Regions from separate parts of the Danio rerio genome. Here region 1 is linked to region 2. A link is a contact called in public Hi-C data. All regions are on one chromosome and are shown on one strand. The core of a region is the stretch at or near the end of the contact, and the rest is flanking DNA. Distances in the headings are between cores, read along the strand shown.

Region 1 (5,974 bases), core at 599-3,098, 250 kb before region 2:
CTTTTTGTCTCCTTGTTTACTTCTAGATTGAGACCTTACCAAAAGAGAAGTGAGTGTTACTTTGAGGTGCTTTTTAGCAGTAAAGATTATGTTCATTTTTATGTCTTTTGTGTTTTGGTAGAAGGAAAGTAGGTTCCTTTTTTGTTTTGCATGACTAATTTTCTTCTGTTTATGTTAGTTTAGGGATGCAGTTTAGTAAGACAGTTTCAAAATAAAGTTAGATCTGTTATATTTTGACTTTGCTAAAGTTAATATCCTTCTGTTTTTGCTTCCCTTTTGATTTCTGTTCATAATATTATTTAGTTTTGTTTGGTTGTTGTTCCCACCTTTTTTGAGTGTGAAGACTTGGTTCTTCTCTGTGAATACAGGCCATTTATGTCTGTTGCGGTCTTTCTCTATAGTGTAACTTAGGTCGTAGCATAAATTGTGGACACATCCATGCCTTAGCCCATGTTTCAGATCTTGTCTAGTATTTAAATGTGATTACTTTGTTGTCTGACAACAGTTTAGCAAGTAAGTAAGTGGTTTAGTTTCTTCTGCACTTACAAGTGCCCAAACTCGGTCCTGAAGGGCCGGTGTGCTGCATATTTTAGTTCCAACCCCATTTAGACACACCGGAACCAGCTAATCAAGGTCTTTCTAACTATACTAGAAACTTCCAGGCAACTGTGTTGAAGGAAGTTGGAGCTAATCTATGCTGGACACCGGCCCTCCAGGACCAAGTTTGGGCACTCATGGACCTGCTGTCACTACTTTTTTTTTTCTTCAGTTTTATGATTCCTGCCTAATCAAATTGAACATAGAAGGTAAAAAGCATCATAATGAACTACCTCAAGACATAGGCAATTTATAATTGCAACTAACTGTTTGGAAGCAATAAAAGTGTCCAAGAAGATGTCTAAAACCTTTACACGCATTGACCCAGAGACTGTTTAGATCCATGTCACTGATGAGAAGATGACGGATGTTTACTGTATGATGACCAAAATGTTGTCATGACATCAGATTGACATTGCACTCAACGTCGTAGGACATTGCATTTTGTTTGGAAATGAAAATTAGGTTGACATCAGAACCCAACCTAAGGCCGACCTAAATGTCCAATGTCCAACCAAAAATCAACCAAATTTCAACGTCTAATGATGTTAGAGCTTGACGTTGTGTAGATTTTTACCAGACGTTATGATGTTTACCAGATGTTAGATTTTGGTTGCCATACCTGACAAATAAATGGCAATATTTGATGTCAATATGACATTGGTTTAAGATATTGGCTGGAATAATATTTACAACAGATACTTTTACTCTACTTGGACTACATTTTATGCAAGCAATGGTACTTGTAGTATGATTACAAGTAATGGTTACTTAAGTATGATTTCTTTTATACTTTTTCCACCAGTTTACATTGAAAAGTTGTATTTTCTTTCTTGTCAATACTCCAGCTTTTAATATGAAGATTTGATGCTAATTTTTTATTAGAAAATATTCAAGAAATATTCATATTTCCACAGTATTTATTTTTACAGTGTTGAATAAACACAACCATAGTACACAAAAAAAAAAAAAACAATTATAAAAATTTAAAAGTCAATATTTCTAAACTACTGAAAATTACAATGTTTTAAAAGCAATAGATTTTTTCCACATCTGGTACTGAATATTTCTGTCTCAAAAATCCCTCTGTATTTTATTTTAGCACCCCCTCCCCCACTCCCACACAGTTTAACAGAAGTTGGCAGAGATCTGTATGCCAGTCTTTATGGCTCCTTCACCACTCTTAGCATGGAGTCAGGTGTGGTTCAAGAAAAATCAGGAAACCAGTTGTTGACTAAGGCAGCTGTGTCTCTAGTAGACTCCCAGCGTGACTGTGCATGGATTAGCTGGAACGCTCTTTCCCACAGCTCACACGGCGTGCACAGCCCAGGCCAGATGTGCCTGTGAAAACCATTCATCACACTCTGTGCTCTTGTTTTCATCTTTTTGTTTGCCCTGTTTGATACGAAGAACAAAAAGGCTGGTCACTTTCTTCTTCGTTCTCACTTTTTGTCTATTTGTTTTTCGTCTGCTACAGCGAAAAAGAGAGGATTACGTCTGAAGCTGTCACTGAGTGCGTTTAAATGCACATTCTTAATCTGAAAATGCTCAATAAGCCGACAGTGCTCAATATGCAAAAGTGTTAATATTAAAAATGTGTTTCCCTTTGTCATAATTGGCTTAAGCATAACCCGATAGTCAACATTAGATCATATCTCATATATTTCGCTTGCATATAAATGAAAAAAGAAAAAAAAAAGGTTTCCTATTGGTTTATTGAAGTGTGCAAATGTCATACTATTTATTTAAGCACAGCCAGACAGAGCAAACACTGCAGCGGAAGGGGATAAATATACCATAGATTCAGATGCTTTCACAGAGAATTATACAAATGTGCAGCATTAATGAAAGTGCTACAACCTACAACCAAGATCTTGTAGAAAGATTTGAGCGGTGGATCATCCACCAATCATCACAGCTAGGTTTTTGCCTCTTACATCAATTTAACCCATTACCCTGCATTTTGTTGGTTTATTGATGTATACATGTGTACAACCTGGTGCTAGTAAGGTGTGCCTAATAAAGTGGCCGGTTAATGTATATATATGCACTGCTACCCAATGCACTTCTGGTTAGAAGGTAAATGTATTTCGTTGCACTCATTCATTGCATTTATTGTACGGTAACATGCAATGGCAATAAATTTTAATTGAATAGTCAATGAACAGATTTTTTTTCTGAATTATATGCATTTTGGTGTGCATGTAAACCTGCTCAGTTTGCTGGAAAATTGTAATAAGATTTGGAGTTGGGGTTGGGGGATGGATGACTGAAAGGAATAGTGAGGAAGGCAGGGGGCTGAGGTCATCACAGGATGTTCAGCACATAAATTATCATTAATCTCTATCTCTCCAGCTGACTCCACCCCTAATGTCTCCCTTTTCTCTATTCTCATGGTGTTCTGTCTGAAGAGTGGGAATGCAGCATGGTTTATGAAACAAATTTAATAGAGTGCTGGAGCTCTGAGCTTTTTTTTCTACATTTATCAGATGCATTTCAAGCACCAAATTGAATAATAAACTGCGACAGGTTGCTAATATTAAAACAAATATGAGATTGTCTGTTAGATGAGGAGCTTCACCCTTCCTTACAGTTATTAAATTTAAATTAATTTAAAAAATGATGCAGAAGCTTCTAGTTTTCTGCTGCTGATGTCCTGAATTCAGAATACTTTTTCTGGCTTAAACGTCTAAAAAATTAGGTTGGGTGGGGGGTTCTTTTTGGGTTTTAAAAACCTTGTAAAACAGCATACACTGTTTATAGGAATGTTATTCAATTCAATTCACCTTTATTTGTATAGTGCTTTTACAATTTAGATTGTGTCAAAGCAGCTTTACACAGAAGATCATAGTAGATTGAAAGTCTAGTTTTCATTGTTTAAGTTGTTTAGTTTAGCTCAGTTCAGTTCAGTTTTGCTCAGTTCAGTGTGGTTTAATAATCACTGCTGAGAGTCCAAACACTGAAGAGCAAATCCATTTATGTGCAGCTCTGCAGGTCCCGAACCATGCAAGCCAGTGGCGACAGCGGCGAGGATAAAACTTCACCAATTTGCGAAAGTGAAGATTTAAAAAACCTCGAGAGAAACCAGGCTCAGTTGGGCATGACCATTTCTCCTATGGTTAAATGTCTTATGAAGAATGGCTGAAGGTTTAAGCTGTACTAAACTGGTTTTTAGTTGGTCTTTAGGTGATTTCATAAACTGGGTCATATGCAGGAGCTTAAGCAAGACATATCACAGCAATTTGGGACTTTTTGATTTAATGGTTAACTTGTGTAACTTTGGACAATTTAATTTGTACATTTTAGTATGATTGCCCATGCCCAATTACAATTGGATTGAGGGGTGGAGTTTATAAAACCTCAATTTAAAAATCATACGTTTTTTTTTATAAGAATATATGTTATGTATTATATAAATTTCTGCCAATATGTAAAATAGAGAAAGATTCTTGTAAGATAAGGCAGGCTTAAACCAAAACAGGACCAGCTAAGAACCAGCAGCAATGCTTCAAACCCAAACAGCATGTGCGTGATGTGTTTCACAAATTGTTGCTTAAACTTTTTATTGACAAATTACTTATAGATACAATATTTTTGATTTGGCTAAAATGTCTTGTACGATCTATACATACATCTATAATTGCATGTGAATAATATTTTAGTTTATGTGAAAAAAAAAAAAAAAAAAAACCCACTACGTTATTGTTATTGGCTGCTGAGAAAAAAGGTACACCCTGTGTAATCACATTAATGAGCAAATGTCTTAAATCTTCAAAATACGATTTGTAAAGTACTGATTATTGACATATAATATAAGATATAATGATATATGATATAAGATCAATTATGGAAATTATGGGACACTAAGAAATGTCAAATAATAGGCTGATTTTAAGCTATAATGTGAATGGTATTTGAGTATTGTTAGATTTACATTGAATTAAAATGTTATATTAAAGTGTTTAAAGCACAAACTAATAATTTATTATTATTATTATTATTATTATTATTATTATTATTATTATTATTATTATTATTATTATTATTAATATTATTATTATTATTATTATTTTACCCAAAACAAGCTTTAATAAAGAACATTATTGCATTGCAAAATTGTCATCTACCTTAACATTTATTTGGCTGTTATCCGACCTGTGTCTCATTGACATAAGGCCACTTAGCGAAAAAAGACGTCTTGCAAATCTAATATTAAAAACTGGCAATTGCAAAGTAGTGCACTATGTAGGCAATAAGAAACATTTTAGAGAGAAAAAATATGTCTCCAAAGCACAAAGAGGTCCAGTGCAGAGAGGCTTAATGTGTCATGTGGCACATTAACAAACAGCTTAAACCAACTTAAAACAAACAACTTAAGAGGGTTTTAGAGGGGTTTTGACCATTTCCAGGCTGGTTTAGTCACTCTTAGGCTGGTCTTGGCTCGTTCAAGCTGGAAGACAGATGGAAAGACCTGCTAAAACCAGCTTGACCAGGTAAGACCGCACTAAAAGTGGTCAAAATCCCTCTTAAACCAGTCTGATTTACCAGATAAAGCAAAGTGCCTTTAAAGGAAGTCATTTCACTCTGCGACCTCTCTGGCAGCACTGTTAAAAATTGTCCCGTTAAAAACAGTAAAATACTGGCAGCTGCAGTTGCCAGCAATGTACTGTTATTTTACAGTATGTTGCTGTAAAAATACATGGACTACATTGATTTACACAATACTCAAGTGAACTCATTTTGCTCACTGAAAGTAACTGCCTCAACTTGGTCAACTGCTGAATGAGTTTATGAAGTAATGTGCTATATATGCTTAGAAGCATACTTATAATGATAACTTATTTTAGTTAATTAGAAAAGTTCGGTTTAACTCTAATGTCTTATTTTTCACAACAGCACACATACATGTAAATCTGAAATCACCAGAGAGATTCTGACTGCATCAGCAACTAAACAGCCGCTATCTTTAAATAGAGAAACATGCAGAATAACATCAGCAGTTCATTGTTCATCTTTAACTCATACACTGGCTCTACTCTCCTCCACAACGGTGACACACAGAAGAAATTAGCTTCAGGTTTTACAGTAAAATACTGTTTTTTCCTTGATTTAACAGTAATCTACTGGCAGCTGTGGTTGCCAGCAATATACTGTTTTTTAACAGTCTACTTCCGTTGTGTAAATTAACAGTATATTACTGTTAAAATACATTTTTACACTGTGTTTTTACCTCTCACACCTTTAACCCTTTAAACCCCAGAGCAAATACTTCAGTTTTAATTGAAGTGTCCACACTACTGAGTGTTCAAGAAACATGGAGCAAAGCTGAAGTAAATTCATTAATTAACTGACTAATTAAATGATAATTGAGGATTAA
Region 2 (5,769 bases), core at 2,815-5,314:
TCGGAGCCTCTGTGACTCATGAAGCAGCTGTATGACGTCCATTCAGACGAGGCCACAGAAATGACGGACAGAGCGTTCTGGATGCTGAAATGTCCTTGCAGTAGGTTAGAGACTGCTGGATTAGTGTCTTTGGAGCCGCTCGAAATCCAGGCGAGCTCCAACTCTCCTTGATGAATGTCATGAACCACACAAACCAGGACAGTCAGACCAGTGGGACCAGTGTTCAGGAGAAATGGAGGAGACAGGAGGGCAAACGGGACAGCGGCTGATCCCACTTCACACAGCAAGATTTACAGTGGGTACAAAACAGATTAGTTAGTCATGTGGAGTTTTAGGATCAGTATGCACAATAAGCCTACACGTCTTCAGTTAAAAAATACTGTAGCTTCTTCAAAATAGGATGACGCTTGGTGTCGCATTACTTAGTGTCTACATTTTTAGATTTTAAGTTACCTTAAAGCAGTGTTTCTCAACTACATTTCTGAAGGACCACCAACTCTGCACATTTTCTGTGTCTCTTTAACCAAACACACCTAATTTGGATCATCAGCTCATTAGAGGAGACAGAGAAATATTCAAAACATGCAGTGTTGGTGGTCCTCCAGGAACGTGGTTGAAAAACACTGCTCTCAGTGGTAAAAAAGTAAAGCTTAGCACCTCCATGGTCAGAAAAATGACTGACATTAGAAAAGGATGGGAAATTTTAAACACAACACACACTTGTGCTTTGTTTGCTGTTTTGGGGACTTCCCATTTACCCCATATTCCCCCTACCTCCCCCTACCTATAATAATAATTATAAATGTTTCTTGAGCATCATTTCAGCATATTAGAATGATTTTTGAGGAATCACGTGGCACTGAAGCCTGGAGTAATGATGCTGAAAATGAAACCTTTCATCACATGAACAATTAAACATCACTTAAATTAAATAAAATGTCACAATATTGCAATTTCTATTATGTTTTTGATTAAATATACATAGAAACTCTTTTTCAAAACATGAAAGAAATCCCAAGCACCATATTTGTGAATGGTAAAATAGCTTGTATATAAATACAAAAATAGCAAAAAATGCTCTGTTATTAGCAATTCAGTATGTTTTTCATCTATGTTAACTTGCTTTGACACAATCTGTATTGTGAAAAGTGCTATGGAATAAAGATAAACTGAACTGAACATGATTCAAGTGTCTTTAGCAATTATGCTAGCTTCCTTATAAACTCTGCAACTTACTTGTGAAAATCATGGTGATGAGGAGGGTAGGCAGCATGGTGATGTTGTTTGACTGTATGAGTTCAGACGGGCAATGAAAGGGATTATCAAGTTTCAGTCATGTGATTTCACACCCGCCATGGAATCTTTCCATAGCTGTGTTGCTCTCAGGGGAGCTGTGCCAAAACACTGTATGTCTGTGCTAAAACGAGAGCACAAAGACCTGTACTGCTGCTGCTCAACACGCTTATACACTTATTTTGGCATCAGGTTTCATTCATGGGGTAAAATAACTCACTTGCAGCATAAAGCCTTTTGAAGGAGTATGCAGTTTGCTCACTGTCTCCTCCTGAGTTGCATCATTATTTCAGTTTCAGAATATTTGTTCGACAAATGGTGAAGTTTTATAAAACAAGATGTTCTTTCTAATCTGAAACATTCTAATTACTATAAATGAGAATGTGAGAGTGTGTTTCCAAAAATTCACACCTGTTCTTTGTTGGTTTTGTCTGTGGTTAGAGAAAGACAGATAATATCAACACCAACGGCTCTACCTTCTGCTTTGTACATCTGGATGAATTTGAAGTGTCTTTGACATAAAACAAAAGTTGCAGCATTAATTGGACATTTTTTTTGCAAGTCATTTGATTCTTATGATGAAAAATAGCTTGAGTCAAGTTTACCACTAAGCCTTACATCCTACCCTAAAATTATACAAAACAATTATTATTAATGACACAGTCATTTACAGTTTTATTATTAATTTTAACAATAATCACCCATTATGTGATAAATGCAATGTTCGCTAGTTTGGCTATGGCAGATCAGTAACTTTGTTTCATAAGTATTTAGCATTATTATTTAACTTTATTTAGTAGTCATGTTATTATTTAGATAAATATATGGTAATATTTTAGGATTTTATATATATATTATGTTCATATTTATACTTAATCCCTATTATTACATTGCTACTTGCCACAAAACGTAAAAATTAGACACAAAATATTGTTCTGAGTCATAATGGTTAATTATTTTATCCAAATGAAAGTTGACAGAAACAAAACAGCAAATGGGTCATACACTAACTTGTACATTATTTATTCAGTCGGGTTGCATAACAGGGTTACGGGTTGCGTCTTTGATAAACTATGACAGATCAAATTCATTGTAATGTAAGAATTAATAAATCCATGTGAAACTGTCCCTTAAATGGGATGTAATGACTTCAGTTTCGCGTTCAGACGCACTTTGCACTCACACTACAAGCGTACCGCACCCGAGCCCAACCGAACCACACTTCAGACCAACTGGGCCAAGGCCGGCCAACTGAACCACACCTGGGCACAATTCGGAGCACTTGCATTTGTCAAACAAACTGGGAAATAGGGGTCAAACATACCTTGGCATGGTTCAGACAGCCTAGCGTACCTTAAAGCATACTAACCTACGTATTATTCATTTACAAGATGAAACCAAACTGTCAAAAAAAGGGAAAAAAAAAAACGTAGGGTTTACTTCAAATCATGTTGACCATGTGAATTTATTCATACACATACTTTTATGTTTATATTTAAAGCCACTGTTTTTGCAACTGAATAATCCTTACATTAATAAATTCAGCCTTTACTGTTTTTGTCAGTCTTAAATTTAAATAAATAGTTAATAAATTATTACTACTCAATTTAATGTTTCAACATAGGCAAATTCTGAAAATGTAGCCCTATATATACATTTCTGATTATCGTGAAATATGTAGCCAGAGCTATGTATGGCTGCATTACATCTTTAAAACGAATGCTACAAGGCGGTATGACATCGTTTCTTTTCCCGATTACCAGCTAACCGTTTACCTCCGTATAGATGGCTTTGCCTACTTTTACCAGTTTGTCTGGTAGCTCCACATGTAGTTCATTGGTGGATTTGAGACACAGATTGGAGTTGACCGCGATGACGGGGTTCGAGTCTGGTGAAGAACGGTTCCAGAAAAGATCGGTCAGTTGGTGAGTCAGTAAGTCAGTCAGTCAACAGCAGCCTCTGGTGGATTTATGTGAGAACAGCAAGAGCGAATGGCCCTCATGAGAAAAAATTGGGATCTAAAAAAAGCGCACACAGTGGCCTCTGGTGGATTCATGAAAACAAAAACTGCAAAAAAAAAAAAAAAAAAAAAAAAAAAACTTAGGTCTTCTGGACGTATTCTGCTCTCTCCAGCAGTACGTAATCAGAATAAGCCTGGGTTACAATGTTTTGTGTCTTATTGTTTAGTTTTGTGAAAAGTAGCCATCTACAGTGCCATAATGTACATCTAGGTGTTTCTTTTGCATAATAAAGCAAGAATTGCAAGAATAACTATACTTGGAACGTGCATTATAACATTTATTTTATTAATTTTAATTTCAGTAAAACGAGGTTAAGACACAGACAACAACAAATACTGCTACTACTAATAATAGCCTAATAATAATAATAATAATAATAATAATAATAATAATAATAATATTAAATCAGGGACAGAGGGGTAGTGAGTGATAATAATAATAATAATCGTTGTTGTCATATAAAAAGGCTACAGTATACAGTACTGTGTAGCTTACTGTTTTTAAAACAAAATGTCAAAAGAATCCGCAGTGTTTTAGTGTGGCAGCAGTGAGCTGGCGTGTTTACTTCTCGAGCATGACCTGTCTGTTTGTCCGCGTTGATGGCTGGAGGTCAGTCCTGTGTTCTCTGGCTCGTATTGTACGCTGAATGCAGACACTCAGTCTGAGTCTGACAGTGTATGTATATGCCATCCACTGCCGCTGGTGCTGCGAACCAGGAACTGTGGGCAGGACAAGTGAAAGGGAAAATGAAAGCATCGACTCAATGATCCAGCTGAAATTCAGGTAAAGACATTAACACGGTTAAAACAGCGGTTAAAATGAACATTGTTATTCACTGACGCTGTTAGTAGATACTTGTTGTTCTATTGCATAGACACCACATCATAGTGTCACAAACGTACAGCTAGCTTGCACTGTAATCTGTATACAGTAGATGTCGATGTACACCGTGAACATGCTCTCTCACATTGCTGAGGTCAACAGAGAGCGCAGCACTACCATGCGTGTTGTTGTCTTTGTTTTAAGTAGAGATGTTGTCATTCTAACATTTGCTAGGATGTTTACAGTGCTTTATATGACACATTTTCATATTCTCAACTAATGTTATGATAAAATGTGTATTTGAACGTTCTCATTTAGCAAACCAGAGGCAGAATTTGTTAAATTAGTGTATAATGTAATGTGTTTACTTTCTAATTAATGTGCTAGTATCAGTCTAGCCTATGGATAATTTATTTTTTTTAGGCTAGGTAGGCTAATTGTTTTGTTATGTGTTATGCTACTTTGCCATTAAACTAGTCAATTAGTACAGATTTTAAAGGCATCCACTGGGTAAAACAAATGTTAAGTTGGTTTATTATACGGTGGTGACCCCAGATGAATAAATAAATATTGGAATGCAATAAACTCACAGTTGTATTGTTAGTCTCTAGTTCTTGTTAGTAAATACATAAATGACCAATATCTGTACAGCATTTATAATTTATATTTATTGTTAATTTCAACAGTTAGTACCTGCAGGTTAACAAGGACCAGCAATAAACACATTTATTTTCATTAACTAACAATTCATTTACTTACATCAATGAACAATGAAGAATAAGTACTGTAATAAACATATTGTTTTTGTCAAAAAAAGCATTACTAACATTAACTCATGCAGGCTTTTTGTGGAGTTTGTGCAGGAAAATGTATATATATATATATATATATATATATATATATATATATATATATATATATATTCAAAGATTCTGGCTGGCCTTATAGTTATTATCTAGTTAAACAAATGAAATGAACACTTTAATTATTTACACATTATGTGATCATCAGCTTCACCTTTGTCTCCACAGGTTACAGTGACAGCCATCCAACCATAAGTATCTAAACCAAACATTGACTACAAATTATTTTTCATGATGCATCTGCTGTTTTTAATCTTGCTGTTTTTGGAGTCACTCTGTTATGTCCAGTCCTCTGAAAGCAACAGTCCAACTGGTGATAACCTAGCCACAGACGGCCTTCCTTTCCCATGGAGTAAAGTGCGTCTGCCAAACTACATAGTGCCAGTACACTATCATCTTCTCATCCATCCCAATCTGACCACACTGAGCTTCACTGGATCCGTCAAGATTGAAATCGATGTGAAAAACAACACAAACTGGGTGGTGCTGCACAGCAAGAACCTGAAGATCTACACCGCCACTGTTTTAGACGAGCATGAAGCCCATCTGTCAGAAAAAACACTGTCTGTTCTTGAGTATCCTCTACACGAGCAGATCGCCATCTTCTCCCCAAAGATCCTCACTTCCGGGGAAAAATATTTCTTGTATCTGGAGTTTGGCGCACCGTTGAGTGATGGCTTCCATGGCTTTTATAAGAGCACATACAGGACCAAATCAGGAGAGACAAGGTACTGTGTGGTTAAACTGCTTAATGTAGCATTGTAGAAAGC

Evidence for each region. A called contact is a pair of places that touch in the nucleus more often than the background predicts.
Region 1: a contact with region 2 is called in a Hi-C map of embryo, with 3 times the contacts expected there. The contact joins the enhancer-like site here to the promoter of erap2 in region 2. A contact is called at or near these places in 8 of 18 Hi-C or Micro-C datasets (caudal fin, embryo, hematopoietic stem cells and 2 more) and 1 of 4 datasets of contacts at active chromatin or transcription factors (caudal fin).

Annotation. Positions count from the first base shown.
Region 1 is chr5:56,605,640-56,611,613 of GRCz12tu, reverse strand. No RefSeq gene overlaps it. Among named protein-coding and RNA genes, the nearest start is that of trnap-ugg, 9.2 kb to the left of the region's middle. Within about 2 kb of position 1,848, at least 7 of the 62 cell types and tissues checked have an H3K27ac peak or open chromatin away from gene starts, as enhancers often do.
Region 2 is chr5:56,356,957-56,362,725 of GRCz12tu, reverse strand. erap2 (endoplasmic reticulum aminopeptidase 2) reads left to right here and starts at 4,064. Exons shown (of 19, transcript NM_001123052.1): 1 at 4,064-4,097; 2 at 5,168-5,727. The coding sequence starts at 5,231.